Linked DNA regions of Mus musculus: region 2 is linked to region 1. The links are chromatin contacts, called in public HiChIP or PLAC-seq maps. All regions are on one chromosome and are shown on one strand. Each heading gives the region's core, a stretch centred on a gene start, on an enhancer-like site or on the middle of the called end of the contact. The rest is flanking DNA. Distances are from core to core; before and after follow the strand shown. Region 1 overlaps Map3k1 (mitogen-activated protein kinase kinase kinase 1). Region 2 has its middle 16 kb from the start of Gm15322.

The links. HiChIP or PLAC-seq counts read pairs in DNA pulled down with a chosen protein or histone mark.
Region 2: a contact with region 1 is called in an H3K4me3 HiChIP or PLAC-seq map of bone marrow-derived macrophages, with 5 times the contacts expected there. The contact joins two enhancer-like sites. A contact is called at or near these places in 1 of 15 datasets of contacts at CTCF or cohesin (large pre-B cells), 24 of 484 Hi-C or Micro-C datasets (CD4 T cells, CD8 T cells, Th1 cells and 12 more), 18 of 115 datasets of contacts at active chromatin or transcription factors (bone marrow-derived macrophages, embryonic stem cells, extraembryonic endoderm stem cells and 12 more) and 3 of 9 other capture datasets (bone marrow-derived macrophages, embryonic stem cells and embryonic tail).

Annotation. Positions count from the first base shown.
Region 1 is chr13:111,786,069-111,791,052 of GRCm38.p6, reverse strand. The region is part of intron 1 of Map3k1 (mitogen-activated protein kinase kinase kinase 1); the gene reads left to right. Among named protein-coding and RNA genes, the nearest start is that of Map3k1, 20 kb to the left of the region's middle. Within about 2 kb of position 2,697, at least 113 of the 459 cell types and tissues checked have an H3K27ac peak or open chromatin away from gene starts, as enhancers often do. A contact at or near this core is called in CD8 T cells, Th1 cells, Th2 cells and 6 more, where this site is marked.
Region 2 is chr13:111,976,091-111,980,798 of GRCm38.p6, reverse strand. No RefSeq gene overlaps it. Among named protein-coding and RNA genes, the nearest start is that of Gm15322, 16 kb to the left of the region's middle. Within about 2 kb of position 2,603, at least 113 of the 459 cell types and tissues checked have an H3K27ac peak or open chromatin away from gene starts, as enhancers often do. A contact at or near this core is called in CD8 T cells, Th1 cells, Th2 cells and 6 more, where this site is marked.

The DNA.
Region 1 (4,984 bases), core at 1,448-3,947:
GAATGGTCTGCAGTGGCTCAGAAGATAACTACAAGAATTAGAAAAGCTCCCACAACATGTTTCCCCCGCTGCTCATTGACAGAGTGAATACCTAGTATATATAAAGAACTAAGACTCATAAAAATAACCCGGTCAATAGTTACACAAATGAGTAGGCGGCTCTCAAAAGAAATACAAATGACCAGCAGGTGAACATGCTGAACATGGAAAAATGTCAGTATCCATAACCATTGGAGAAGTGCAAACCAAAACTCCACGGAGCTGGGTATGGTAGTGTATGGGTGTGACCCCAGCAGAGGGGAGTATAGGAGGAGGAAGGTTAGGTCATCCTCACTTACATAGTGAGTTCAAGACCAGCCTTAGCTACGTAAGACGACACTGTCTTAAAAACCCAAAAGGAAAGGCTGTTTTGAGATTCCTGCCTCTGGGAAACCAGCACCTGCAGCTGAGTTGGGGGCTGTGGCCTGCCGGTAGGAATGTTAACTAGTTTAACCACTGTGGAAGCCAGCGTGGAGGTTCCTTAGACAAACACAAGCAGAATTCCTGTGTGATCCAGCTGTCCCACCCCCAGCAGATTCCTAAAGAGTCTTAAGTCAGAATACAGCAGAGTTATCTACACTCTCTGCAAGGTAGACAGCCAGTTTAGGCGCCCATCCGTGGATGACGAGGTAAAGAAAGCGTGCTGTCAGCATACGCAAGGCAATTCTATTCGGACACAGAAAAACGGAGCCATGCTGTCTGCAGGAAAATGCACAGATGTTAAAGTAAGCAGGACTCAGATAAATACGGCATATTTTCTCTCTTCTGTGGAATTGTGTGTGTGTGTGTGTGTGTGTGTGTGTGTGTGTGTGTGTGAGTGACATACACACACGGGCCCCAAAGTAGAAAGAGGACTATTTGATAGGAAGGGGGCCAGTGGGATGAGGTATCGGGAGGGTAGTGGTGGACATCAGAGTATATTACACACATGTATGAAATGTCATAAGAAAGCCCACCACCCATACAGTTACTATGTGCAGACAGCATTGCTTGCTTCCTGCCAGCTCTATCTTACCCTGTGTCTGGGTTCGCAGTTCCTGCACTTGCCATCCCTGGACACCACCCCCCTGACTGCCTTAGTTCTCCACTGCCTCCCAGGTTGCTTGGCTGAGACGGCACAGCTGTCCGCCTCCCCGACACAGACTCTTGGATCTTCCTCGGGGCTGTGTTTTGTCACTAACTTCAGGAAAATCAAATTAACTAGATCACATGGGCAAGTTTCAAGCAATGGGAAAGCCCCCTGACTAAGGACAAATGATCTGGACTCAGGGTGGTTTCTTGCTAATCCTGCCTTGGTGTTTTCCTGGGGCCAAATTCTGTCTCTTTAAACCTCTTGCCTAGCATCTGACCTCCCTTCTCCATGCAGCGCCCCTCAGGGCACAGCAGATGTTTCTACCAGAGAAGGATCTTTTTGGTTCGGAGGCTCCTACAGGAAGGAAGGGCATTTTTTTTTCCTTCACAAGCATCTGCAAATACCAGGGGCATCCGTTAGCACTGCTTGTAAACTGAAAGCTGAGTAAGACAAATCTTGCCCTCAGGTAGACCCAGTCCGAGGAGGACAGTCCACCCTACTCAGCATGTACTTGCCTAGTCCATCCCTTGTGCCAACCTTTCTAGTAAGACAGTGATAGTAGACTTGAAACCCACTTCTGTCTTCATTCCCAGTCTGGTGGTAGGGACAGACAGACGAGTGAGGAGCTGTGTGCTGAGGAGGCTGGAGGAAGGTTCTCTGCACTGTTACAGGGGCTGTAGCCTGAGGGGAGCTCAGTTAGTGTCTAGGGCAGTATGGGGTGACTGACCATAGGGCCTTGGAAATGTGAGCCCATAGGCTGATAAAAGGGGTGGGGCTGAGGGGGTCTAGATGGGCCGCTCATCAGTTAAGAGCACTGTTGATTCACTCCGGTCCCAGTTAACTGTAACTCCAGTACCCTCTTCTGACCTCCTCCGGTACTTAAGCACACTCCGGATGCGCCTATGGACATGCAGGCAAAACACTCTCCCTTCAAAGGAATAATTCCAATTAAAAAAAAAAGTCCGCCGTGCCCCAGGGAGCACTGCATGAAGGGAGCACGGGCACCAGTCCTGGGGGGACACACCTCGGGAGAGCATGGTAGGGTTAGCTTTTGTTCTCCCTTCCCTCGTGCTAGGAAAACTCAGGTTCTATCAGAACACTGCCAAGTGGTTTTCATGTTTCAGTTTGAAAGTCTTGAGGCTTAGAACTGTGTCGTCCGTTATCAGCCTGACTGAGAGTTAAGTGAGATTGCTGTTCCTGACAGAGAGCATTGGCTGACCCGCGTGCTCACGAAGGAGTCGCTGTTGGTTTAGTGGGAATAATAGTTTCTGTCACACTCTCGCCCAGTACACGGTTGTTGTTAAAACTGGAAAGTGGTTCCGACGGGAGGTTTAGAAGCACGCACCCGACAGTCATGAGTCAAGCCCTGCCAGCGTAAAGCCATAGAAGTGTGATCCTGCTGAGTCATCAAAAGTGAAAAGACACTGGCACTTAGGACGGCTTCAGGGTGCCCCTGAGGTGAGGAAGGCATACTTAGGAAGACCTTGACTCCAGCTATATTTGGGGCAGGATGTCAGAGTGAGTGCTGCTTCTGTTCGAAGTGATTTGTGGGCAGGCTACCTTTGCTATTAATAATCGTCTAAATTACATTTTTAAGGAAAGAGCGCCCCCTACCGAGCAAAGCGTCGTTTTTCCTGATCCCCTTCCCTTCCTGTGACCTTCGGGTTTTCCAGACAAGGCAGTCAGCTCTAGTTGGTTCATCTTGCAGTAAAGGGGCAGCCGGCAGCCAGGATGCTCCTAACACCATCTAAACAGCACTTTGCACGTTTCAGTGTCCCAACCAACTGGCTCGTCTCATGATGGACACATTGGCAGAGAAGAAGAGAACTATTCTAAAGAGTGACTAGGGAGAGTGACATATGGCATGTGGCTGGGGCCATGATCTACTGGGAGCTGCACTCTCAGGGGTGGGGCTGCTACTGAGATGATCCTGTTACTGAGATGATCCTGTCACTGCAGGGATTCCTGGGATCCACCTGCAAATCCAGACCTACGGAGGAGTGCGATCCACCTGGGCCTTTTCAGTCTCAGGGTTTTAATAATAAATAGTGTGCTCTCTGCTGAGAAGCTGAGACATGGACGCTTAGCAAACATGCCAGCGTCTTAGCTAAGGAATGCTATTTCATAATTTTGTAGTCATGATTTTTAGAGGGTTGATACACTTTTGGTAACATGGCTTAATTAATTACTTGGCATGTATCTTAGATTTTCCACTTTGCTGAACTATACAAGCATCTGGTAATTTTTAAGGGATATGTAACCTACGGGCTGAATTGATCCGTACTTGCGACATGTTCCTCTGTATTATACAGCCTGTAAAAGGATTTATATCAAGATCATGAACTAATTAATACAACTACAGGGGCTGGCGAGATGGCTCAGCTGTGACAAGCATTTTTGCTCTTGCAGAGGACCTGGGTTTGGGTCCCAACACCAAGATGGCAGCTCACAGCCATCTGTAACTTGGGTTCTGAGAGATCTGACACTCTCTTCTGGCCTCCATGGGCAGTACTCAGACACATGCAGACACACACACACACACACACACACACGCACGCACATACACACACACAAATAAATCTTTTAAACCCACAACTTTAAGGAGTTAGAACGTGGTATAGAATGTGTGTGTGTGTGTGTGTGTGTGTGTGTTGTGTGTGTGTGAAGTCAGAAGCACCAAGTGTAATTCACAGGAGTCCAGTCATTTGTTTTGTTGTTGTTTGAGCTTAAGATATATCTTGAAATGACAGATGCCTAAATAATGAATATTAACTGACCGAATAGCTAATAGTCATGAGAAGATGGTTTTAAAATTATAAAATACTCGGTTATGGCAAAAGTTATACTTTCAGATTAGCCCTCAGAAGCTAATGTGAGCCAGGGGTAGCGATGATCCCAGCACTTGGAAGGGAAAGCTGGGCAGGCAGGCAGCTCGAGGCCATCCTTGGTCACAGTGGGTTTTAACTGATATATGCGACCCTGTCCAAAAGTGAGAAATAAGCCATAATTTCATGAGTTGATACAAATTAAGCATTTCTGGTAATGTTATCCCCGGTTCTTGGCAAAGTAGGCCAGGTGCCCACAAAGAGGCCTGTGCTAGAGAGTTGGACCTCAGTGTAGGATGTCACTGTGGCTGCACTGCCACCAAGCCTGGGCAGGCGCTCCTAGCCCCCCTCCAGCCCCTGATGCTCTCCAGTTCCCTGCACGCCAATATGGAGAGTGGCTCTGTGTCTTTTAAGGGATGACATTGATGATGCAGTTAATCTTCTATGAGACCGCAACAGTAATGTTTTCGTGTAAAACAGCCTGGAAACCCATGCTTTGCACTCGCTACTTAACAGCTTGAATGTTCTTAACAGCTTTAGATGTCTCTAAGAGAGCTTTGAAACGATGCCCATGCCTAGTAACTAAGTTAGTACTGTTCTTAAAATCATCAAGCATTGAGTGTCTTCCCGGGCCGTGTTATCACAGAGCGTGTGTGATCCACATAGCTTCTGACCAGATGGAGATCATGTAAGAGTCCCACGTTTAAATATGCTGGTCACCAAGGTTGCTCTAGGAAGCTTTGTTTCTGATGCCGTGTCCTCGTGCCGTAGGGAAATTGCACCTGTCATTTGACAGAAATTATATGATCCTAGTACCCACACTGAACAGACCCAATCCCTGACTCCTGAGCCCAGAAGAGCCTCCACCATAGTCTTCATGTTCTTCATGTTTCTAGCCAAGTATTACCTTCCGAACCCGATGGGAAAAGGCGGCAGTGGGGTGGGTAATGGTTCTATTTGGTGCTTTCATGTATGCAATAGTAAGTATTGCATACATGAAATAGTATGCAATAGTATATATGTATGTATACATATACATTCACATATA
Region 2 (4,708 bases), core at 1,354-3,853, 190 kb before region 1:
GTGAACTAATGGATACATACCCTGCCTACCTCACAAGACTGAATAAATCCCCTTAATGAAGTGTGATATTTGAATGCAAACCCTACAACATACAAGAACACTATTACCTCTCTAAACATACCTCTCTGTCAGTGTTCACTACATGTTAGATGAATGGATTAATAATACAACCAGGCAAACCTTATGACCATTTATTTCCCCCTTTAAATCTGGAAGATTGTGACGTTCCTTTGTGGGAGTAAAAGAGAGGCCCATCCTCGTCAGAAACAGCCACTTCCTCTTCTCTTCCCTTTGGTTTCAGGACTGTAATATGAGCACACAGTCACTTTACTCTCCCAGTTTCCACTCTCTCTAATTACATGGTGTTATGAGCCAAAAGATAGACCACGAGATCTCAATGTTGCTACAACTTGCCAGTGACGTAAATTATCATTAACACACTGCATCCGAAACTAAGAGCGCTTCACCCAAAATGCTCCCGCGGGGAAACAGCCCACTGAAATGACAGAGCGAAGGCAGAGGCTGAGGTCACAGCTCCTGGAACACAACAACCTGTAGATGTTTGAAGAAAGCGAATTATTGCTACGGCCGGTCTTGATGGAGACTAAACTAACTGCACTTATCTGTAATGAGTTTTTACAAAATAATGCTACCAACGCAGTTCACACATGCTGGAAACCGGGCTAAGCTGGCTTTCAGACATAAGGCCATCAGTGCATTCAGAGAAACAATCGCTGCAATTATAACTAATTAACTGGCCTAAACAGTTGGGAGCCGGTTGGAGAGGTCTGAGCTGAAATGTAAATGAGGAGGGAGGGGCCTGCTGCAAAGAGATGGTGTGGCATATTTGTTTTGTTTTGACTTCTTTCCAGACATATTTCAGTTTGCATAAGTATTTGAAGGTCGGATCAGACAGGATTTACAGCACAATGGTATCAGGAATGTCTTTATGAAAACTCTGATATGGTCTAAATTAGGTTTCAAGAAGGGGCGGGGCAGCCGTGGGAGCTCAAGTCTATATCAGTGTCTACTCTGCACCCTAATGGGCACCTCGAACCACTTCATCCGTCACAGGCCAACAAGTGAGCCCTTTAGGGAGTGGATCTCAGCTATCGATTCCTGCAGCATCAGAGGCAGCCCCGAGGGAGCTCCCCAGCCCGCGGATTTCGGATTTCAGCAGTACTCTTGTGACCTTTGGTTGACCTTGGGCTCTGCGAGTGGAGGGTTAAAGTTGTCTTTTGGCATTGGAGCCTGGCTTTTTCCTTCTCCAAATGCTTTCAGAGAAATCCGAGGGAACCCCACCCCTCTGCAGTGGGCAAGCTGCTTCCTGTAGAAGTAGAGAGGATCCTGCTTGCTCCGGTGAAAAGGGCTCTTCAGCACAGAAATGCCTTCTCTTTCTCGAGAAGTCTGCTTTCCCCTCAGCCTCTAATTACCACAAAGGCCTCTTTTGGCGTCTTCTCCATGAAGGCAGATAAAACAAAGCAATGTGTAAAAATCCAAAATCTGAGTGCTTTTAAGGTGAGAATGAAGCCAAGCCTGGCAGGCACCTGACAGACTAAACCGGAAGAGCCCGCTCCTCCATAAACTCAGTTTCCCCTCGGAGGTGATGGCTGAAGGGCAGGTAAGTCAGATGGGCCTGAAACTGCAGCAGCTGGCTCTCTTTAATAATGCCCGTCTCAGTGCTCGGCATGGCTATTTTGCGGCGTGCTGTGGAGTGAACAGGAAAGCTTCCAAGAGAGGTTTAATTGTTTACATTCAATGAAAGGAAAAGTCGGACTAGAAGTGCTCAGATATAATCTCGCTCTGATTAAAATGGTTCTATTGTGTTATGACCCATAACCCTGTTAGAAAGGTGAATCCAGGACTTTGCCCAGCCATGGGCACCCCTTTTATACAAGGGAGCTATACATGCAGGCATGGACGGACAGACACGCCTGGTGGCTCGCAGCCATCCTGGCTGCAAGAAGGGTTTATTTTCCTTTAGGAGTCCACAGCTGATCAGTGTTCTGCTGCCTGGGCTGTTTCATAACTTTCCGTGTAATTAAGCAGTTGGCATGACCTTCCATAGCAAGATAATAACAGGAGTTAGCCAAGGCAGGGCTTGTGCACAAGAACCCTTTGGGCTGCTCAAGCATTCAAATAGATGCAAAGCCAGCTTCCTAATCCAAAACCCAGTGGCACCTGGCTCCCTAGCATGTGAGCACACATACACACGATCATGCACACACACACGGCAAGCAATCATGGCACTATTTCCCATAACTCAGTAACCGCAGGGTCCAATTCAAAGATGGAGGGAAAGTACCCTGTGCACCATGTCTTACGGCTGAGCCTGGAGGTGTGCGTCAAGGTCACTCATTTTGAAACGGCAAATCTCTACAGATCGCCAGAAACAAGCTGGTTTTGAAAGAAATACGTCTGACTTTAAAAGAAAGCACATTAGCCACTGAGCACCAAATGGGTTTTAGTAAATGTATTTAAAAAAAAAAAAAAAGTCGGGCCTTCTTGGAAGGTGAAATCTGAATTGTGTTTCCTGCACAGCACAGAAAGCAAGCAGTGGGTGGGAGAGAGGGTAGCCTACAAAGATGGCCGCTGCCACCCATGCTGTTCCTTTCTGGGCTGCATATGCTGTCTCTGCATTGAGGAAGGAGCATTTGAGTCTCTCCTTGGATCTGAACCGTACGCTTAACTGGACAACGACGATGACAGGAGTGTGTCTGTGACTTCTGAGCCGCCTTCTTAGCTGCACACGGTCCGGCGGGTCCCTTTGAAACTCTGCCTGGCGGAGTGCTTCTGCCGGGACCTTGTCTCTCTGCTGGGTGAGACTCGAAGTTCAGTAAAACCACAGCAGCTTGCAGTGAGCAGCCGGAAGCAGCTGCAGGCGGGCGGGCGGTGACGGAAGCCTTCCCAGCGAGTGCGCACCCTCATTAATAACAGCCTGCAACTGCGTACGGATGCTGAGCAAGAGCTACCCATCCAAACCCAGACAACGCTGCAAACAAGACTGTGGAGATGAGGAGCATGTGTGGGGCTAACAAGCACAGTCTTTGGTCATCTTTTTGTCATAGATTTATAAGAGCCACCTGTCAATGAGGGACAGTAACTCTTTACTGGATGTTTTAAATATATTTTGTTCATTTTAAGAATTTACACATATAGAATACACACATACATACACACATATATATACACATATATATATACATATACACACACATATATAATATACATGTATATACATATACACAAATGTATGTATGTGTGATAATCTATATGCATATGTATACACCTATATAGCTATATAGATATATATACCTATAAATCTATGTATCTATATACCTATGAATCTATATATCTATATACCTATGAATTTATGTACCTATATGTCCATATCTATAGCTTTATCATCTATATCTATATCTATATCTATATCACTAAGCTTGATTTGCACATGCTACCTATATTCTCTTGTTACAGGGTCACCCACCAGAGCACAGCGACCACACTTTTAAAGAAAACTGACTCTTCATTTCTCAGAAACCATAACTTGATAGTTCCTCAGTTAGAGGCAGGGAATCATAAGCCCCGCCCTCTCTCCAAGCTAGAATGCTGACTGGCTTGATCTTGCACAGGTCTTGTACAGTTTGCTGGACATTTTCACACATTTTTCCTCTTGTTGCCACTTTGCCTCTCCTCTGCCATTCAGTTTTTTTGTTTGTTGTGGTGTAGTCAGTAGTTTCCATTATTTGATTCTATGGTTTCTCTTTTACAATATTTATTTCAAAGACCTACTTCATGCCAAGTCTATACCCATTTATTTGACCATAAGTGTTTGAACTTTACAAATACTCATTATTGGGCACCTCTTTTGTGTCAGGTACTCTCTTGCTAGATAAATAGTGGATACGATAGACTAGGACCAAGCTTTCAATGAGCTATAAAGCATGGTCGTAGAGACATCATTCTCATTAATGAAAAATCTGTATGAAATCCTAATAGCCACCAACAGCTGGACCACATACAATGCTGCAAACAGTGAAAACGAGTGAGTGTTCTGTATTTTATCTATCAATCAAGCTACCTACCACCAGTGGGGAATGAATTTGAACCCAGACCTCCTATTAGGAATGAATGATGGGAAAAGGTATTACACTGCTGTGGAAGGAAGCCCACAGTGGAGTGATCATGGGCTGCTGCAGAAGTCAAGCACCCTGAAGGAGCTGTTGTTTAAGTACTGGCAGTTGTATAATTATAATTTTGCTTTATGTTGAAATCATTGACCTATCAGGAGTTAAAATGAGCTCAACAGCAGTGTTCCTAGTTGTAAAGACAACATGAGTGCGAGCTGCTGATACTTCGTGTCAAGATGTCTATGTGCCTGTGTGTCTGTCTCGAGGCCCTGGAATCTGTTTTAAAATTCTCTCTGTGCTCCCTACAATTATTTCAGCTTTATATTTGAGCCAGGATGAATGCTGTGCTTTAACAAATACTCTTACCAAATCGTTTCTCTTGATGTACGCTGGGCTTCTCCAACCAATTCCCTGAGCCCACATTTGAACTAAGATTCACTTGTTCCAGCTAATCTCACCCTTCGTTTTCTAGTAATGCATGCTTATTTTGTCAATATCTGTAGTAAAATATTATTGTAGCCATATTTATTATACTTTTTAGTCTAACTTTTAAAAATGTTTATTATTTTTAAATCATG